Regions from separate parts of the Rattus norvegicus genome. Here region 2 is linked to region 1. Evidence: chromatin contacts called from public Hi-C data. All regions are on one chromosome and are shown on one strand. Each heading gives the region's core, a stretch centred on a gene start, on an enhancer-like site or on the middle of the called end of the contact. The rest is flanking DNA. Distances are from core to core; before and after follow the strand shown. Region 1 has its middle 27 kb from the start of Abcb4. Region 2 holds the start of Abcb1a (ATP binding cassette subfamily B member 1A).

Evidence for each region. A called contact is a pair of places that touch in the nucleus more often than the background predicts.
Region 2: a contact with region 1 is called in a Hi-C map of liver, with 3 times the contacts expected there. The contact joins the promoter of Abcb1a here to the enhancer-like site in region 1. A contact is called at or near these places in 2 of 12 Hi-C or Micro-C datasets (the A7r5 cell line and liver).

Annotation. Positions count from the first base shown.
Region 1 is chr4:26,188,361-26,193,681 of GRCr8, reverse strand. No RefSeq gene overlaps it. Among named protein-coding and RNA genes, the nearest start is that of Abcb4, 27 kb to the right of the region's middle. Within about 2 kb of position 2,276, at least 2 of the 93 cell types and tissues checked have an H3K27ac peak or open chromatin away from gene starts, as enhancers often do. A contact at or near this core is called in liver, where this site is marked.
Region 2 is chr4:26,395,258-26,400,578 of GRCr8, reverse strand. Abcb1a (ATP binding cassette subfamily B member 1A) reads left to right here and starts at 2,931. Exons shown (of 28, transcript NM_133401.2): 1 at 2,931-3,009; 2 at 3,444-3,514. The coding sequence starts at 3,450.

The DNA of each region.
Region 1 (5,321 bases), core at 1,027-3,526:
AAAGACCAGAGAATAAGCAAAGGAGATAAAAAGAGCACAGCTTCCTCAAATACAGCAAAAGGCTAAAAAATACATATACTACACTATATACTATACTATATTAGAATATTACAATATATTATTATTTATTATTATGTACTATATCATTATATAGTATTGTCATATATGTTATATGTCATTAAGAATATTATGTATGATGCATATGTAATATGTCATATTATATGTGATTATATTATATAATATGTATATTATATGTCATTATATATCACACTATATATTATATATCATGTGATATAATATATAGTGTGATATATAATGACATATATGTAATATAATATATCATGTATTATACATCACATATCATATATGATATATATTAAACAAGTTGGACATGATGGAGGAAAGATAAAGACTTGTTGAGATGGTGCTGTGACTGACAGAGCTGAGGTACTCCATTAGAAAAAGAACTTGTTTACATGAACACAGGTATTCAAGGCGTGGCCCTGTGACAGCTATTCATGGTTGTCAACTACATTTTGGAATTAACTAAAAAGTCAAGTCACTAAGCACACCTGTAGGGTATTTTTAGTTAATTGGATCATAAGGTAGGAAGACTTACCTTATATCCCAATCGCTCAAGGTGGGAAGAACTATCCTAAATCTGGGCCACACCTTCTCATGGCAGCCTACATAGAGGACAAGGAAGGGAAAGACCTCTGCTCTCTGCATGCTTGCTTCTGCTCTTGCTTCACCGACACTGGGGATTGCTTCTTCAGGGTTCCAGAGTGTAGTGAATACCAACTGATACAACCAGCCTTGTTGACTGAACAAGTACTGGATTCTTGAACTTTCTATTGGGAGAAAGCCATTTTTGGACTAGCTGGACCATAGCCTGTAAGTCACTCTAATAAATCTACTTTCTGTATCCATATATGGATTCATTCTGTAAGTTTTGTTTGTCTAAAGAACCCTGACTGATACAGGCTTTCAGGACACCCACGAAATACAGGCGGGTTCATCTGGTGAGTATATTCCTTTTCTAGCCTGGGCTTGATTTCTGTTGTTCCATTTCAAAAGTTATCCAGTGAGGCAGGACTCTGAACAGCGGCGGCCCTCTGTTTGACTCACCAGCATCAGCCTCTGAAGTTCCAGCCAATTCGAGCTTCAACCTGTTCTGATATACAAAGCACCCATTTATCTTCAGATCCCATAGCAAGTCCTTTTATAAAAATCCAGTTTTGCTTACTCAGCTCAGAACCCTGGTGCTCCAGGTTAGCAGACCTTTGAAAGGGAGGATCACTTTACAGCACTGTGCTACCGAGGTTGGCAACCCCCTGAGCATACAGCAAAGGGGCAGGAAGTACCAAACTCTGGTCCTGTTTGTCTCTGCCCTTGTGTCAGGTTTCCTGGAAATTAACACAAGATAGAGCAACAGTATTCTTAGCTAAAGCCTTATAATTCTGCCTACACACACACACACACACACACACAGAGAGAGAGAGAGAGAGAGAGAGAGAGAGAGAGAGAGAGAGAAGAAGAAGAAGAGAGGGGGCAGACAGACAAATAGACAGAGACAGAATGACACAGAGGGACAAGGAGACAGTTCATCAAAACCAAGTTAGAACAAGTGGGGATGGGGAGAGGAGGGAGGATGGGAGAAGGAGGAGGTGAGAGCTCCAGGCAGAGGAAATCACACCTGAAGGAGCATTTGAAGATCAAGACCGAGACCCATGGCTAGAGTGTGCTGAGCAAGACTCAACATGGGTTGAGATGCCCTGGCACATAAACAGGGACCATCTTAACCCTGCAAGCCCTACCCAACAACATGGCAATTAGAGTTATTTTCAATTGAAGACAAGATCCCAAGCTATGATGACGATCCTGGCTCTCTAAACCAAACCCCCTTCCTATGAGAAGAAACCAAAGTCCTATGAAGTGGTTACATGGCTTGAACCTATAGAGTCCTTGGTACTCAGCCAGCATCGCATGCCAGCGGTGTGAACAGGCCTGTCACGTACTCAGGAAGCTGCAGCCTCAGTTGGTGTCTGCCCACAGGTTTCTGAGACAAGAACTGAATCTAGCCAGTCCGTAGAACTACAAGTGGTCAGAAACACCAAGCAAGTCAAGCCATGGGATAACCAGAGCCAGTACGGTTCTGCATACCATTAAACTCAACTTTCCTGATCATCAAAAGAAATCCTGTGACTGTAGGATCCTGACAGGTGGCTCTTGTGTACTGTGCCTGATAACTCTACCAACACTGCCCAACACTGCACACAGCGAAAGTCCTCAGTACAAATATTTGTTGAATGAAACAAAATGACGTGCTGTTCTGGGAGGAGAAAAAGCATTTAGACAAATGATCGTATTGGGACACTTCCACAATGACATTACTATGTCCCACTTGGAATGTCAAACACTAAGGTGAAAGACCTCTCTGTCCTTGGAGAAATTAGAATAGCAAAGAGAAACCTCTGCTTGCGGACAAAGATAAATGATGAAATGTTTTCGCCTGGACTCTTTCAAAAGAGCCTGTGTGGAGTCTAAGTGACCTTTGAGTTGAAACCTGAGAGTTTTTCCCTTTCTCTGTGAGCAACCAGATTTAAATATTTCCCTCTCATTGATTGCTGCTTTGTGGTAGACAACATCTAGGCTCTAAAGTCAGAGAAGCCCGAGTTTCTGTCTAGGCCAGTAGTTTTTGGCTCATGGTTTCTTGGACAAGGTACTTATTTCTCAAAGACCGTATTTCTCCACTGGCTAATAATGATGGTGATGGTGGTGATGATGATGATGATGATGGTGGTGGTGGTAGTGGTGGTGGTGATTTCTTTCACCAGTTGCTTTACTAAATTGCTTAGGTACTAAATATAATAAAAGCACTTAGGATAATGATCAGTTATGTAGAACACAAGAAAAATAAAATGTTGACTCCTTTTTAGCCCGCAATTTTCTTCATCTTCAAAAACACTGCTATCTTGGATGAAAGTAAGATTTTATTTGGTATTGATTGTTTTAGATGCCTTCTAGAATGCAAGTTGGAAGCACAATAATAAGAGAAGGGGCTCTCCTCTCAAGACTCAGTGTTGTGTTGGCGCCATGATGGCAAGCCTTTGGGGAGAAGTGGAGTGCCGAGATGAGGAACCACATTTGGAGTGCTCAAAGGGTTGCAAAGCTTCCCACGTAACCCATATCCGAGCTACTCTTCAGTGACTGGATAAATTAATTACACACATCCACTCAGTGGGCTAATAAGGAGCACTGGAACGTAACGAGTCATGGAAAAATAAGGGGGAAACCAAAATGCAAACCAAGAGAAAGAAGCCAGCCTGAGACAGTGCACATAGTAGGTTTCTCATATGTGACATCCTGGGTAAGGCAAAGCCATGCACATTATAAGACCACAGGGGCCAGGTATGAACAGAAAGGGAAGCTGAATAGAAAAGACATCAAAGATTTTATTTTTAGGGCAATGAGATTATTCTGTAAGAAACTGTAGTAGTCATGGTAGACTTGCTCAGATTCACAGAACGTACAGTACCAAGAGTGATTCACTACTGAAAAAGCACTGTAAAGTGTAGGCTGAAGATGGTTTTCCATAGCTGTTCTCCAATTGTAACAAATATTTCTCTCTGGTGGGAAAATCTTTAAAATTATTACTATTATTATTATTATATTATTTTCTTGTGTGTGTGTGGGGGGGGTAAGCATGCCGCAGAACCAGTGTGGAGATCAGAAGGCAACTTTCCAGAGAATTTATAGGAAACCTCTGTGCCTTTTTTCTATTTTGTTTTATAAATCTGAAACTACTCTAAAAAGACTATAGCATACTAAATAAATAATAAAATGGAAAGGCTTTATGGACATCTAAGGTTATATTCATCAGATAGACAGTGGAGGGCTGGGGGCAGGAGATTCTGGGCAGAGGTCAAACCATTTAATTTAGGGAGGTGGGGACAAGGGAGTTAGAGAGAGCACAACTCCTCCTCCTCTTTAATTGGGAGCTTGAAAAAGAATGACAATTGTCTGTCTTAGGACTATTTTTTTTGATATATTTAAGCCACTTCACAGTGGCCACGTCCTTGTTCAGAATTTGATATGAAAATGTTTGCCTTCCTGGAAGAGCTCATTGTCACTCCTCAACTGTGTCCACAGCAAAACATCCTGTTTAGGGGAAGGAAGGGCCTGAGAGGAGTGGGGAAGGGGAATAAATGGGGACTCAGGGGGAACATGATCAGACTGTCACAAATACTAGCTTTAAAATGTCCTTACGAATTCGGTACTGTGTACAGTGGATATATTTGTCTACATATCTATATGTCTATATATCTATATATCTCTATATATCAATCACATGAGCCATAGGAAGTACACACTCACACCCTCAGCTTGATCTCTGGGGGATGAATCACATTTTTGTTAGGCACAGGGTCAATGTAAGCATGACTGGGAAAAAATCTTGGTCAGCATGGGCAATGACCCCATTACCCCTGCTCTTTATAGTTTAAACAGATGACTCATGCAGAACCCATGGATTTTTCCATGTTGTTTTGAGAACATACCAGTTTCAACCAAGCTGTGGATGATACTACCTGCGTGTCTGAAAATCCCCGTAGCTGCAATAGTCAACTGCATTAGGCTGAAACATTTGGTGTCAGGGAGCCCAGATTCGTGAACAGAGACACAACCTGGAGAGACGGGCCAAATGGAGATGATCAGAAAAAAAGTAGAAAAGCAAACTTTAATTTTGAATCTAAAAATAATTGTGTGTGTGTGTGTGTGTGTGTGTTGCACACACAGCAAAGCACACATATAGAGATTAGAGGATAACTTGTAAGAGTAAGTTCTCTCCTTCCACCTTCTGACTTCTGGGGACTGAACTCAGAACCTCGGGCTGAATGATAATATCACAGGCCTAGAAAAGACACTTTAAAGATTTCCTCTGGTACGAGTACTGAAAAAAGTGTTTAAATATATGAGGAGCTAGATACAGCACACTGATGTTTTTCATTAGTTTGCATTTATGCATTAGTCTTTTGCATATACTTAATTCTGAAAGAGATCATTAAAACCTTTATGGGGGCGGGGGACACTGGGAATTGAAACCAAGGTCTCCATTATGGTAGGCAAGGGATCTACCATGGAGCTACCTCCCCATCCTATACCATACACCAGCCGATAGGAGGCCCTGACACATATACAGCAGAGGACTCCCTGGTCTGGCCTCAGTGAGAGAAAGATGCACCTAAGACCCTCCAGAGACTTGAGGCCCCAGCAACTGGGGAGGGCTGCTGGAGTAGGGATGGAGAGTGGGGGTGGGGACA
Region 2 (5,321 bases), core at 1,682-4,181, 210 kb before region 1:
GTTGAATTATAGGCTAAATGATAGATAATTTCTTTAGAAATTACCAAGTTTAAAAGTTTAGGTTTCTTTAACTAAAAAAAAATTACATTTATTTGTGTGTGTGAATTCATATAAAGGTCAGAGGACAACATGGGAGAGTCTCTTCTATCGTGCATGTTCTGGGAAATCAACTTACATTGTCAGCCTTGATGGAAAGTATCTTTATCCACTGAGAAATGTTGCCAACCCAAGTTAGGAGTTTTCTAACGTAGAATTTTAAAAAGCAATCGGATGGTGTAATCTAACTTGAGTTTGGTATAGTCATTCAATGTCCTTGCCGTATGTACCTCACACATAAAATTCAGTTATGCATAAGTGGGTGGGTGCTGTAATATTGTGGCTTTTTTATTGTCACACAAGTGAATCATTTGTTTTGCAGTGATCCTGTTATGGTCTTTCTTAGCCTCAAGTCAAATAAGTTCATCAAGGTGTACCTCTTTCAGGCTAGATTATGTTTGGATTTGCAGTAGATAAATAGGAGTGTTAGAAGGAGAGAAAGTTCTTATAGGAACCAAAGAAAGATGAATTCACAAGAAGGTCACAAGAAGAAAAGCTGGAATAATTAGAAATCTTAGGAGAAAGCATGTTAGTTTTACATCCCTGTGACAAAATATCTCAGAGAAACAAAACCAAAGAAGAAGAAGTTTACTTTGATTTGTGATTACAGAAATGTCAGGTCCATAGGCTGGGGGGAGGTAGATCATCATAGCTGGGATCAGGTGGCAGAGAATGGTATGTAAACACACCATGGCAGTTAAGAATTGAGAGGCAGTGGAGGGAGACCAGGACAAGATATAATTTCTTAGGACAGACCCCCTAAAGACCTCCCTTGATCTAAGTCCAACCTTCTAAAATTAAGTTAAATTCTAATAGCCCACCACAGTAGAATTCTTCAGTGGGCCCATCCGCTGATTGGGTTAGAGCCCAATGACCCAACCACATTCCCTGAATCCTACCGCTTTGGGTCTAGGTCTTCAGAACGAAGAGATTTACATATAGAAAAGCAGAGTGCCCACAGCAACAACACACAGCACCTGAGAGATACAGTGAATTAGTTGAAATAAATTGAGCCTGGACGTTTGGGGGAGATGGTTTAAAGAAATGAGGTTGAAAGTCAGTAGAAAGAAATACTATGTTACCATCCTTAAAACCTAGTAAATTATTAGATGTAAAATATTAGACTTAATATAGTTCTTGGTGGTGGTGGGGCCCATGGTAGCTTTCCTAAAGTTGAATCCTAAGGAGAAGTTTCATGAGACTGGAAAGGGTAGGGAGTAATGTACGATAGCCATGTTCTACAGTGCATTCCAATATGGAAATACATATTGAGTCGCTCCTCATCAACCCATCCCCCACTCCTTCTCCCTCCCCCCAAAAGGAAGGCAAGAACAAAAGAGGGATAGTGCCGAAGAAGTCCTGGGTCTCATACTTACCAGCTGTGTGGCATTTGACACACAGTGTAGACCTGTTTCCTCTGCTGGGAACTAAGAAAAACAAAAACAGTAGCAACTTCAGCTGTTCCCGTGGGGATTAAATGAGTTTATCCTTCTGAAGTGTGTGGTGGGGTTTCTTATATAGTGCTTAATGTTATTTAGCGTTGTTCCTTCAAGTGCCTACAGAACCAAATATAGGTGAGATGGGATCTCTAGAGTTGGAAGAGTACAGAAACAGCAGAAGCATAAACGCGACTAGAAATGCTTAAGATGACACATGTATGCCCCCAATAGACCACAGGTGCCATACATGAGAACAGCCAATCAGAAAAAGAGACCCCCCCAAAAAAACCCCACTAATGACCTATTAGAAAGTCTGTAACAGTAGTAAGGTTTTTTTTTTAAAGTCAATTACATGTCCCCTCCTAAAAGAGTCAAAACAAGGACATTTTTGAGTAAAAAGTAGAAAAAAATATGACTTTGAAATCTATCAAGTATCTTTTTCCTTGATAATTGCAACAAGTCCAGAGGCATAGATGTAAGTCGGATACTGCAAATCAGAGGTCACAAAACAGCTATGCTGTACAAAAGAATGAAAACACTTGGAGGAGTTAAAACCGATCTTTGAATCTGACCTGGAAAGACTGCAGTTACTTCTGGTCGGTTTGAAGAAAGTCTCAGGAAGAGTATAAAATGTAAACACAGAAAGCGACTGCAGTAATGTGTTGAAAGTTATGTTTTTAATAATCCCAATTGAACTGTAAGAATTTCAAATGCCTTGAAAGAATTTGGATATTGGTTTGATAGCTAAAAGTTCAAAATATTACATATTTTTAAATACCATTTTTACACTGAAATGCCCCATTCGTATACTGGAAATTGTCCTCTTTCTATATATGTTTGTGTTTTTTAATAAAAGGTAAGCCAGTATACCCGAGGAACTGGTGCTTCAAAGAAGGGAAATTTACTGACAGGCAGGGTCTGTACCCATTGTTTAATTGGCTATTAGATGTTATGCAAAGAATGCGTGTTTTAACTTGGCCATACGCAGAGGATCAAGTGCCGTTCTACAAATGCACAACTCTATACACACACACACACACACACACACACACACACACACACACACAAGTGTGGCGGTGTAGAGATGCGACTCTTGCAAGTGTGTCTCTGATGACTCGGGGATGTGAGTTTGTCTAATTGACCTTTGCGAGGTGAAGCCAGGCTGCACACATTTCTTCTACAAATCCAACCTGTTTCGCAATTTCTCCAGCATAATACTTGAGTCAGGCTGGGCTGGGAGCTGGTTAACCTCCTGGTCAAACTCACTGCCTGGGCGGGACTGCGCCTGGGCGTAGGTTGAGCTCACTAAGTTTCCTCTCCTGTCATCAGAAAGCCCAGGCACAGTCGAACAGCGGTTTCCAGAAGCTGCTGATCCCATCTTGCAAGGCTCAGCTCAACTCAGAGCCGCTGCTTCTTCCAAAGTGTACATCTTGGCGGACCTTACGGAGGAAATCGGAAAGTAGAGACACGTGAGGTAGGCATTTCCTAGGAAGGGTCGGGTGCTCCGGATGCCTGAGCCTGGTCCAGGTGGCAGGGTCCTCTTGGGGACCGAGTGGCGACAGCCACAAGTCACTCCAGGAGCTCCCGCAGCAGCCTCCAGGCTGGTGTTTACAGCGCCAGTCCTGCGCTGTGCATCCTGCTGCCCAGCTCACAGCCGCGGGCGGTGGAGGAGCGCACCGGCGGAGGGGACCCAGCAGGGTGGGGTGGCTGGATCCAGAGCAGAGCACCAGGTCTATGCGGGTGACACATTTCCTCGGGATTCCCCGGGAGAGTTACTTCCAGACCCGGCCGCTGGAGCATCAGGGCGGGGCCCCTCATCACCACTGGGCTCCTTGGGGCAGTGAGCTCTGCCTAGGCTCTGGTCCCCGCGGCCATGTGTTTGGCTGATGAACTGTGGTTTATCCCCAGGTCGTGATGGAGCTCGAAGAAGACCTTAACGGAAGAGCAGACAAGAACTTCTCAAAGATGGGCAAAAAGAGGTAGCCAGATTGTTTCACTTTCGTACTTTACATAGCTTGTACATTTGGGCAATTAGTTTGTAGCCTCTAGCACTGTACTAAATGATTAGTGGGTGTTATTTCAGTCTTCAGAAATGTAAACCAGCCTCTGCTTGGAGCAGTCCTTAAGATGTGTGTGACAGAAGGAGGCTCCTGTTCAGCCTGTACACCTGCCGTTGCTCACTCACATCCCTTTAGTTTTATGACCCCAGCTTTATGAGCGCTGTCGTTCACTCACTCACGCACCTGAGCCATATGCTGCTTGGGCTCTCGCTGTGGTCTATTATCTTGCTTCCAATAGAGCAACTCTATAGATATCACGTTTGTGGCAGAAGAAAAAGAGACCCAAATTGCATTTTGTTTAGCTCTCAATGACTATTTCTATATAAAAAGGTTGTATTACCACAGAAAGAAGCCACATCTTGTTTCCAAATCTCTACAAATGCTGATTACGTGATTAGAACCTCAATGGTGGGGAGAGGTAAGAGAGTTCAAAGGAGCCTGCTTAAAAATTATCATAGGCAATCTTCAGCCCCCATAATGCCCTTATTGTTAGCCTACCTCTATGTCTGACCTAACATTCCGGTGACTCTTTTAAGTCTTTGAGGCAGTATTAAGCAAAGAGATCACAAGCTTCTTTTATCCCACAAGTTAGGAATGTCACCAGATAGTGTCTGCGACTGAAAGCAGAGGTAACTTGCCTCATCGATGAACCCACCCAACATTTCAAAGTGTCCTTACTTATGACGTTAGAATTCATTTCAGCCCACTAGAAGGGAGAGTAGAAATACGCACTCCAAGAAACAGATCTGGTTTCTTTTTTTTTTTTGGTTCTTTTTTTTCCGGAGCTGGGGACCGAATCCAGGGCCTTGCGCTTCCTAGGTAAGCACAGATCTGGTTTCTAAATACCGTTGCTTGCCCCACACTCTCATCTGTGTTCAGTTCGAAGTACATACAACCATGGGACACCTTTGCCAGTGTCACAACACCGTGCCAGAAAAGCCAGTGTCTCAACAAATGGTGAATTTCTAGATTAAGAGATGGTAAAGAACGTAGTCCATAGATAATATTATGTGAGCTCTGACTCAGAGTTCGGCAAAGAAAAAAAAAAGGCAACAACAACAAAAATGACAGAAAGCACACTTGGAAACTCCATGGGATGGATTTTAAATTATCTCAACATTGAGGTTACATTTCCTAGATATGATAATGAGAGTTTATGAATACATGGTATTTCCAGCTTAATAGTTTGCAGAGTCTTAACAATTGATAACATACACTGTTTGCATGGGTAAATATTGTCAGGTGTCATAATTTATGTACCTCGGCGAATTATGTACTAACCTTTACATTTTCCTGTTATTTCACATTTCAGTAATAAAAACTTTATATAATAGTGGAGGGAAGGTAGCCTAATTTTGCCTTTAAAGAATAGTTGAAAGAACTGTGTCCATCACAAACACTTGGACATTTGAGTGTATGTGAGGCTATGTGGAAGGAAATGGTAGTGTCTAGTCCTGAACAGATCTTCATTTGGGTACCAATGCCATCTTCCCTGCAGAATTTAATTCAGAAAGATTTTTTTTTCCCGTAAGAACTGCTCATCATCACTGATTTTAGGCGTTTTCAATACTTGTGTTTTCTAACATAAGGATCATGAAGAAGCATTTAGTTTAGTTGACAGACAATGCTGTAATGATAATACTCCCTGAGCTGTGTTCATCTGCATAGAGTCTTCATAAAAACGGTTTCTTGAGTTTGTTTTATGGTACTGCAGTTCAAAACCAAG